Linked DNA regions of Callithrix jacchus: region 1 is linked to region 2. Evidence: chromatin contacts called from public Hi-C data. All regions are on one chromosome and are shown on one strand. Each heading gives the region's core, a stretch centred on a gene start, on an enhancer-like site or on the middle of the called end of the contact. The rest is flanking DNA. Distances are from core to core; before and after follow the strand shown.

Evidence for each region. Hi-C and Micro-C count contacts between places; a contact is called where the count stands out from the background.
Region 1: a contact with region 2 is called in a Hi-C map of skeletal muscle, with 5 times the contacts expected there. The contact joins the promoter of TGM2 here to the enhancer-like site in region 2. A contact is called at or near these places in 3 of 3 Hi-C or Micro-C datasets (induced pluripotent stem cells and skeletal muscle).

What each region holds. Positions count from the first base shown.
Region 1 is chr5:33,606,960-33,609,977 of calJac240_pri, reverse strand. It overlaps TGM2 (transglutaminase 2), which reads left to right and starts at 1,727. Exons shown (of 13, transcript XM_002747551.7): 1 at 1,727-1,807. The coding sequence starts at 1,798.
Region 2 is chr5:33,515,604-33,518,860 of calJac240_pri, reverse strand. The region is part of intron 4 of RPRD1B (regulation of nuclear pre-mRNA domain containing 1B); the gene reads right to left. Among named protein-coding and RNA genes, the nearest start is that of RPRD1B, 38 kb to the right of the region's middle. Within about 2 kb of position 1,805, at least 5 of the 16 cell types and tissues checked have an H3K27ac peak or open chromatin away from gene starts, as enhancers often do. A contact at or near this core is called in skeletal muscle, where this site is marked.

The sequences.
Region 1 (3,018 bases), core at 478-2,977, 91 kb before region 2:
AACCTCGGTCATTTAGATTGAGTCTTACTCAGGCCTGTGAGGGAGAGATTCTTGCCCCCATTTTGCAGAGGAGGAAACTGAGGCCTGGAGAGCCAAAACCCTCCCCATGGCCACACAGCTGGTCAGGGGCAGAGTGGGAACTTGAGCCCTGGCCTCTTGACTGACTTCCCTCTGGGTCAGGTGATTCTCCTCACCCTGCTCTTTCCTCTGAGCTTCCAGTGGCTGCAGCAACGTCTGTAACATGGGTGATTACGGGTCGGCTGGACCCAACAAGGCGTCTGTGGTTTTGTTCACTGAGACTCCAGCCAGAACCCATTTGACCCAGGGACAAATATCTACTGAAGCAACCCGGTTTTTTTCCGTGTGCTATGTGTCATCTAGTAATGGAGATGGAGGATGCTTTTATAGTCCAAATTTATCAATAGATGTAGAGCTTGTTCCAGAAAAAGTGCTGGGGGAGCCCCGCAGCCCTCTGTCTCTCCAGGAACCCTTCTGCTCAGGCCTCACAGTGCATTGGGAAGCACAAGAGACCAGGCGACCAGAGATACCAGCATGAGAGATGGGCCCCCTGGTTGCCAGGTTCAAGGAGCCCTAGGCTTAGCCCTTGGAAGGTTGGCCTTGCTCCTTTCTGGCACACAGTGGGTTCTCAAGAAAGCTCGGTGGATGGATAGATTGAGGGAGAGAGGGAAGAAAAGGCAGAGGAGGGATGGATGAAAGGATGAATTGGATGGATAGGTGGATGGATGGGTGGATAGATGGGTGGATGGATGGGTGGATGGATGGGTGGATGGATGAATGGATGGATGGGTAGATGGATGGGTAGATGGATGGGTGGATGGATGGCTTAGACAGATACAAGGATGGGTGAGATGGGAGGATTATCTGGGTTTTGCTTCAGGGAGGGATATGGTTGTCTCATTTTTGCAGGTGCATCTGCATTTCTGTACCTGAGTCCATGCCTGCATGTGTGTCCACCTCTGGGTAGCCACATCTTTGTGTGTCTGTGCATGCCCTCTCTGATTTTGCGTCCACATCTGACAATGGCAGTTGGTGTCTGGAGGTCTGTGTGTGCGCCAGTTGCCTCTGGACACCTGCTCATCTGCGTCCACAGCTGTGTATGGCTCACAGTCAAGGCTACCTGGCTATGTGTCAGACCGTGTCTATATCCTGGTGTGTCCCTACAATTCGAATCTGATTTTGTGTCCATGTCACTGTGTCTGTGTGTCCAGGCATATCTTCTGTAGTTGTGTCTGTGTGTGTATCTCCACAACCCCGTCTCTGTGTCTGCATCCACTCCCTGTGTATGTGTATCTGAGTATGTGTGTGTGCGTGTGTGTGTTGGGGGTGGGGGGTGTTCTTGATCCCAGAACTGACCTGAGAGTCCACGCCTGTGCACCCGGTTCCGTTGCGTGTTTCGGTGAGGGTGCTTCGTCTGTCTGTATCTGAGTGTGTGGGTCCAGGTGTCTGTTCTCCAAGCTCTGACTCTGTGGGTCCAGGTTTGTCTGTCCTGGGCTAGTTGTGTGTCCCTGTCCGCTCCCCCAGGGGGCGCCCTCGCCCAGCCGCCGTCCCTCCCTCGGGCTCCGGTCCCCGGGGTGCGCCCCAGTGCTGGCGGCGTGGGCCCGGGACTGGGTAATAGGTGGCCTCCCAGGTCGCCGCCTTCCCGCGCGGCCCCGCCCCTGGCCCGCCTCACGGCGGGCTATAAATTGGCTCCGCGCTCCGCCTCAGCAGTGTCCGCAGCCAGTGGTCGCACTTGGAGGGTCCCGCCGCCAGTGGAAGGAGCACCGCCCCCGCCCAACCATGGCCGAGGGTAAGTATTAGAGTCAGCGCCGCCGCCTCTCAGGTGTCCCGGGGCTACCTCCCAGGTCTCAGGTTCCCCACGGGGAATTGGGGGTCAGGACCTGGTGGCAGCTGAATCCCTAAGTCCTGATTTGGAGAGCAACAGGCAGACTGGGCCGGGTGGGGAGGCGCCTCAAGGCTGCTCGGAGCCTCAGTTTCCCCATCCGCAGTGCATAATCATAAACCCTTGCCTCCTAGATCAGGTGGAGCAATGGACAGGGAAGGGGTGTTGCAAACAGTAAAGTGCTGTCCTGGCGGATCACCGGCATGTGTTCTCCATCAGTTAGTAGGGGCTGGCTCCCTGATGTGTGCCTGGAGCTGTACAGGGGGTGCGGGCCTGGCCTCAGAACACTTAGGTTAGGAAGGTCCCTGCCAGCCGGAAGGGGTGTGCATGCCTCCCCAGTGGTGTGCAAGCCAAGCCTGGCTGAGTCCTTGGCTCCAGAGGCCAGAGAGGAGCTTTCAGCATCCTATGGGGGAGCCTTTGGAAACCAGGCTTGCTCTTCCCGCTCTCAAGTTCTGCAACCCTACACCCTGGCCACTTGTTGAGTCTCACCTATAAAATAAGGTCAGTAGTGTCAGCCTTTGGTGCATCCGTGAGGGCTGAGAGGCGTGGAACAGAGGCTTAATTAATTTCATACCAGTAAGTCCCCTCCCCTCCCCTCCCCTCCCCTCCCCGACACACACACACACACACACACACACACACACACACACGCAGCACTGTCGTAGCTCCCAGCAGGAGGGATTTCTACCATGGAGGATGTCACGGCTGGACTCAGAATCCCCATTGGCTCTTGGGTCAAGTTCATCCGGGGATGGCTTCTGCACCCACTGCCTCCCCCAGGAAGGGGTGTGGGACAGGGACATGGGGCCTGTGGAGCAGGGGTGGGTGGCAGGAACTGTGGACCCGCCTGACCCTCCTGTGTGGTCTCAGCCACCCAGCTCCCAACACTCTGTGATGTATCACCTTGGTGGCCGCTTGTCCTCAATGCATCTTCTCACCCCCAAGCTCAAAAGCAGGACTCAGTGGTGCCGGGAGATCCTGGAGAAGCCAGTTATGACAAGCCCGCAGCTTCACGTCACAGTGGCCACTTCCGATAGAGGTCTCACTGGCCTAGAAGACCTAGACCTTTTCTCCGTGTAGAAATCCTACAAATCCTACAATTCTAGACCCCAGTGTTT
Region 2 (3,257 bases), core at 556-3,055:
TCTCAAAATTATGCTCACTCAAGTCCATGTTATAATAAGAAGTATGTGTTATTCTCACACAGCTGTCTCGAATGTAAACAGGATCATTTAAAAGCCAGAAGAGAGCTCCATTAGTCTAATTAAACTATTCTATGTTTACTCCTTCATAAAACAAAAGATTAATCCTTAACTTGTGGAGAGATTTATACAAAATAAGTTCAATGAAGTCCTAGACTGGTTAAGATGCTTTGGAAAAGGCAAGAACTCCTACAGCAGGAATGCATTCTGGTGGCAGAGACCATGAAATGTATATGACCTTCAGTGTACTTAAAAGAGAAGCTGACATCTGCACAGACACATAGAACTACTTCTAGAAATCTACAGGAAGAAAATAATGCAAATACTGAAAGCCTAAAGCTAAGAGACAGAGATAGAGAGAAACGTATAAGCGCTCAATATCAATCATCACTGACTAACCAACCACAGGTATTCAAGCAATCATTTACAATGTTTATAAAGTTTTTATTTCTATTGGGAAATAATCATGTTAAAAAAAATGACAGAAAACTATCTACACATTACCATTCAGTTTAAGAGGAAAAGGAAATACGCAAAAAAGAAAAATAGTTATCTCTGGGTAATGAGACCAATTTTATTCTTTATACTTATTTGCTAAGTTTCCTCTAACTTTTTTTTTTTTAGCCGGAGTTTCGCTCTTGTTACCCTGGCTGGAGTGCAATGACGCAATCTCGGCTCACCGTAACCTCCGCCTCCTGGGTTCAGGCAATTCTCCTGCCTCAGCCTCCCGAGTAGCTGGGATTACAGGCACGCGCCACCATGCCCAGCTAATTTTTTGTATTTTTAGTAGAGACGGGGTTTCACCATGTTGACCAGGATGGTCTCGATCTCTTGACCTCGTGATCCACCTGCCTCGGCCTCCCAAAGTCCTGAGATTACAGGCATGAGCCACCGTCCTCTAACTTTTATAATCATAAAAAAAAAAAAAAAAAAAAAAAAAAAAACCCTGAGTACTAGTTGAGTCAGAGTGAATGTTCTGGCAGCCAAGGAGTGACAAGAGGCCCAGGTACTGTTTCGACTTCATATGTATATGCATTTCATAACTATGAAAAATTAGTGCTACATATACCAGCTGAAACCCAGTGGCACTGCTCTGTAAAGCAGGGGCTACACTGCCTACAGAAGTTGGGCTACAAATATGAAAATGGTACTAAGGCTAAAAGCATGAATTCTTGCTGGGAGAGCTTTGAAACATGTCAGTTTTTCAATGTAAAGTCTCAAATGTTGGCAAACAATGTTTTTAGGTCACTAAGTATGTGAAGTACATTACATTTTTATAATGTGGCATTATTTTCCTGGGGTGAGAAAGAAGTATCGTACGTATCACATTGTAATAAAGAAACATACTACACACCAAACAGATAAAAGCTCCAGCTGTAATTAGACCTGAGTAATAAGGTCAGTAGTGACTAAAATGAACAAAAGAAATCCAAGGACCCAATATGCAGCCTCTAACTCCAAATCACTCACAGAAACTCATGCATCAATTCCAGAAAAGTCCTCACATACTGGAGGGAAGCCAGCATTTAAAAAAAAAAAAAAGCTCCCATATCAAAGTAGGGATGAAAAGGCAAGGGAGAGCAAGCAGTGAGTAGCTGCTTCGTGGGAAAGGACTGAGCGCAAGGCCCCATAATCACCTGGCAGCAGACTGACCTGTTTCAACAACTGTTCTAACAACCTGGGTACTGACAGAGCTGCCAGCCTAGGGAGGAGAAGTCATATGCTAAGGAAGGGCAGTGAGTTTAGAGGACTTGAGGGGAGGGGGCCAGCTCTAGGCAGGGCCTCTCAGCTCCCAGGGGAACCCAGTGGATGATCACTGTACTTAGGAGCCAGAAGATTCAGGTACTGGTCCTCACTGGCTTCCTCTGTGACCCTGAACTGCTCATATAAACCCCACAGCTCTTACCTAAAATGACGATTAGATCACCTGCTCCCATCTGTCCTTACCATAATAGGTCAGTGAGATACTGGCTTTGATTATCACAGGGAAGACAGAATTTACTCCAAAGTTGACAAAAAAGGAGCTCTCTATCTCCCCCTACTGCCTGGCCAATTATTGAAACAAAAGATTCTAACCATCTGCACCCTGCAGGGAGGTGCTGCCAAAAACAACTATCTGCCATCATTTTGGTTTAGCGCCCCCTCAGCTGTAGCCAAAGAATTTCTCAAGTTGTTAGAAGCACAATACAAACATAAATTTGAAGATTCATAAGGCAATGTTGAATTCTGAACCATTTCCCCCTTCCCAGCTGTGTTGTCTGAAGTCAGAGGCTCTACTGAGTAGTCACTATAGCAAAGGGGGAGGTGCCAAGCTTAGGAGAAACAGCAGTAGCTTTAAGTTCAAGAGCCAATTTCTCCCCGCCTATCAGACCAAGAGCATGAGCATGGGTACAGCGAGGAGGGTACCCAACCTCGGTGGCAGAGTAGGTTTTCACACTTAGAATGCTTTCATGCAACCATTTTATGATTCTACATAAAATGTCATTTCTCTACAACAAGATTCTTGGGAATTGTTTAAATGATTAAACTTTGGCTACTCTTCTGTGTAAGATGTCTTCCTGCTGTTGAAGTTGCAGAATCAAAATTCTGAAATCAAAACAAAAGCACAAATCTGATGAAGTTACCAGATGTCTGCCTTGGACTCTATCCCGGTCTGCAGCTAACTCTCCCTGAGTGTCTTCATCAATTCAGAAGTCTGATTATATGATCTCTAAGGTTCTGTCCAGTTCAATAATCCAGATATTTATCCAGGCCTCCATGTGTCACTTTACTTTGTAAAGCTGCTGTTGTGACTGTGCCCTGGTAACTTTACGGAGTGCAGAAATACTCGAATCTTCTAAAGGTGGGCGTTAACGCTGACAACTGAAAGGTGATACCACTGCCCTTCATCTGTCGTGCTGATACCTAGACAGGGCCTTTATAATATCAGACGGATCAGTACATGACATTCTAGGATGCTTTTTTAAACTCTGCAGCAGAAATTAAAGACTTAAATAACTGGGAAGGCATCCCCTGTTCATGAGTTGAAACACTTAGGACTGTTAATGGCAATACTCCCCAAAATGACCTATAGACTCAATGCATTCCCTAATAAAATTTCAACGACCTTTTTTGCAGAAATGAAAAAGGCGATTGTTAAATTCATAGGGAATTGCAAGTGGTCCCGATATCCAAAACAACATTGAAAAAGAAGAACTCTG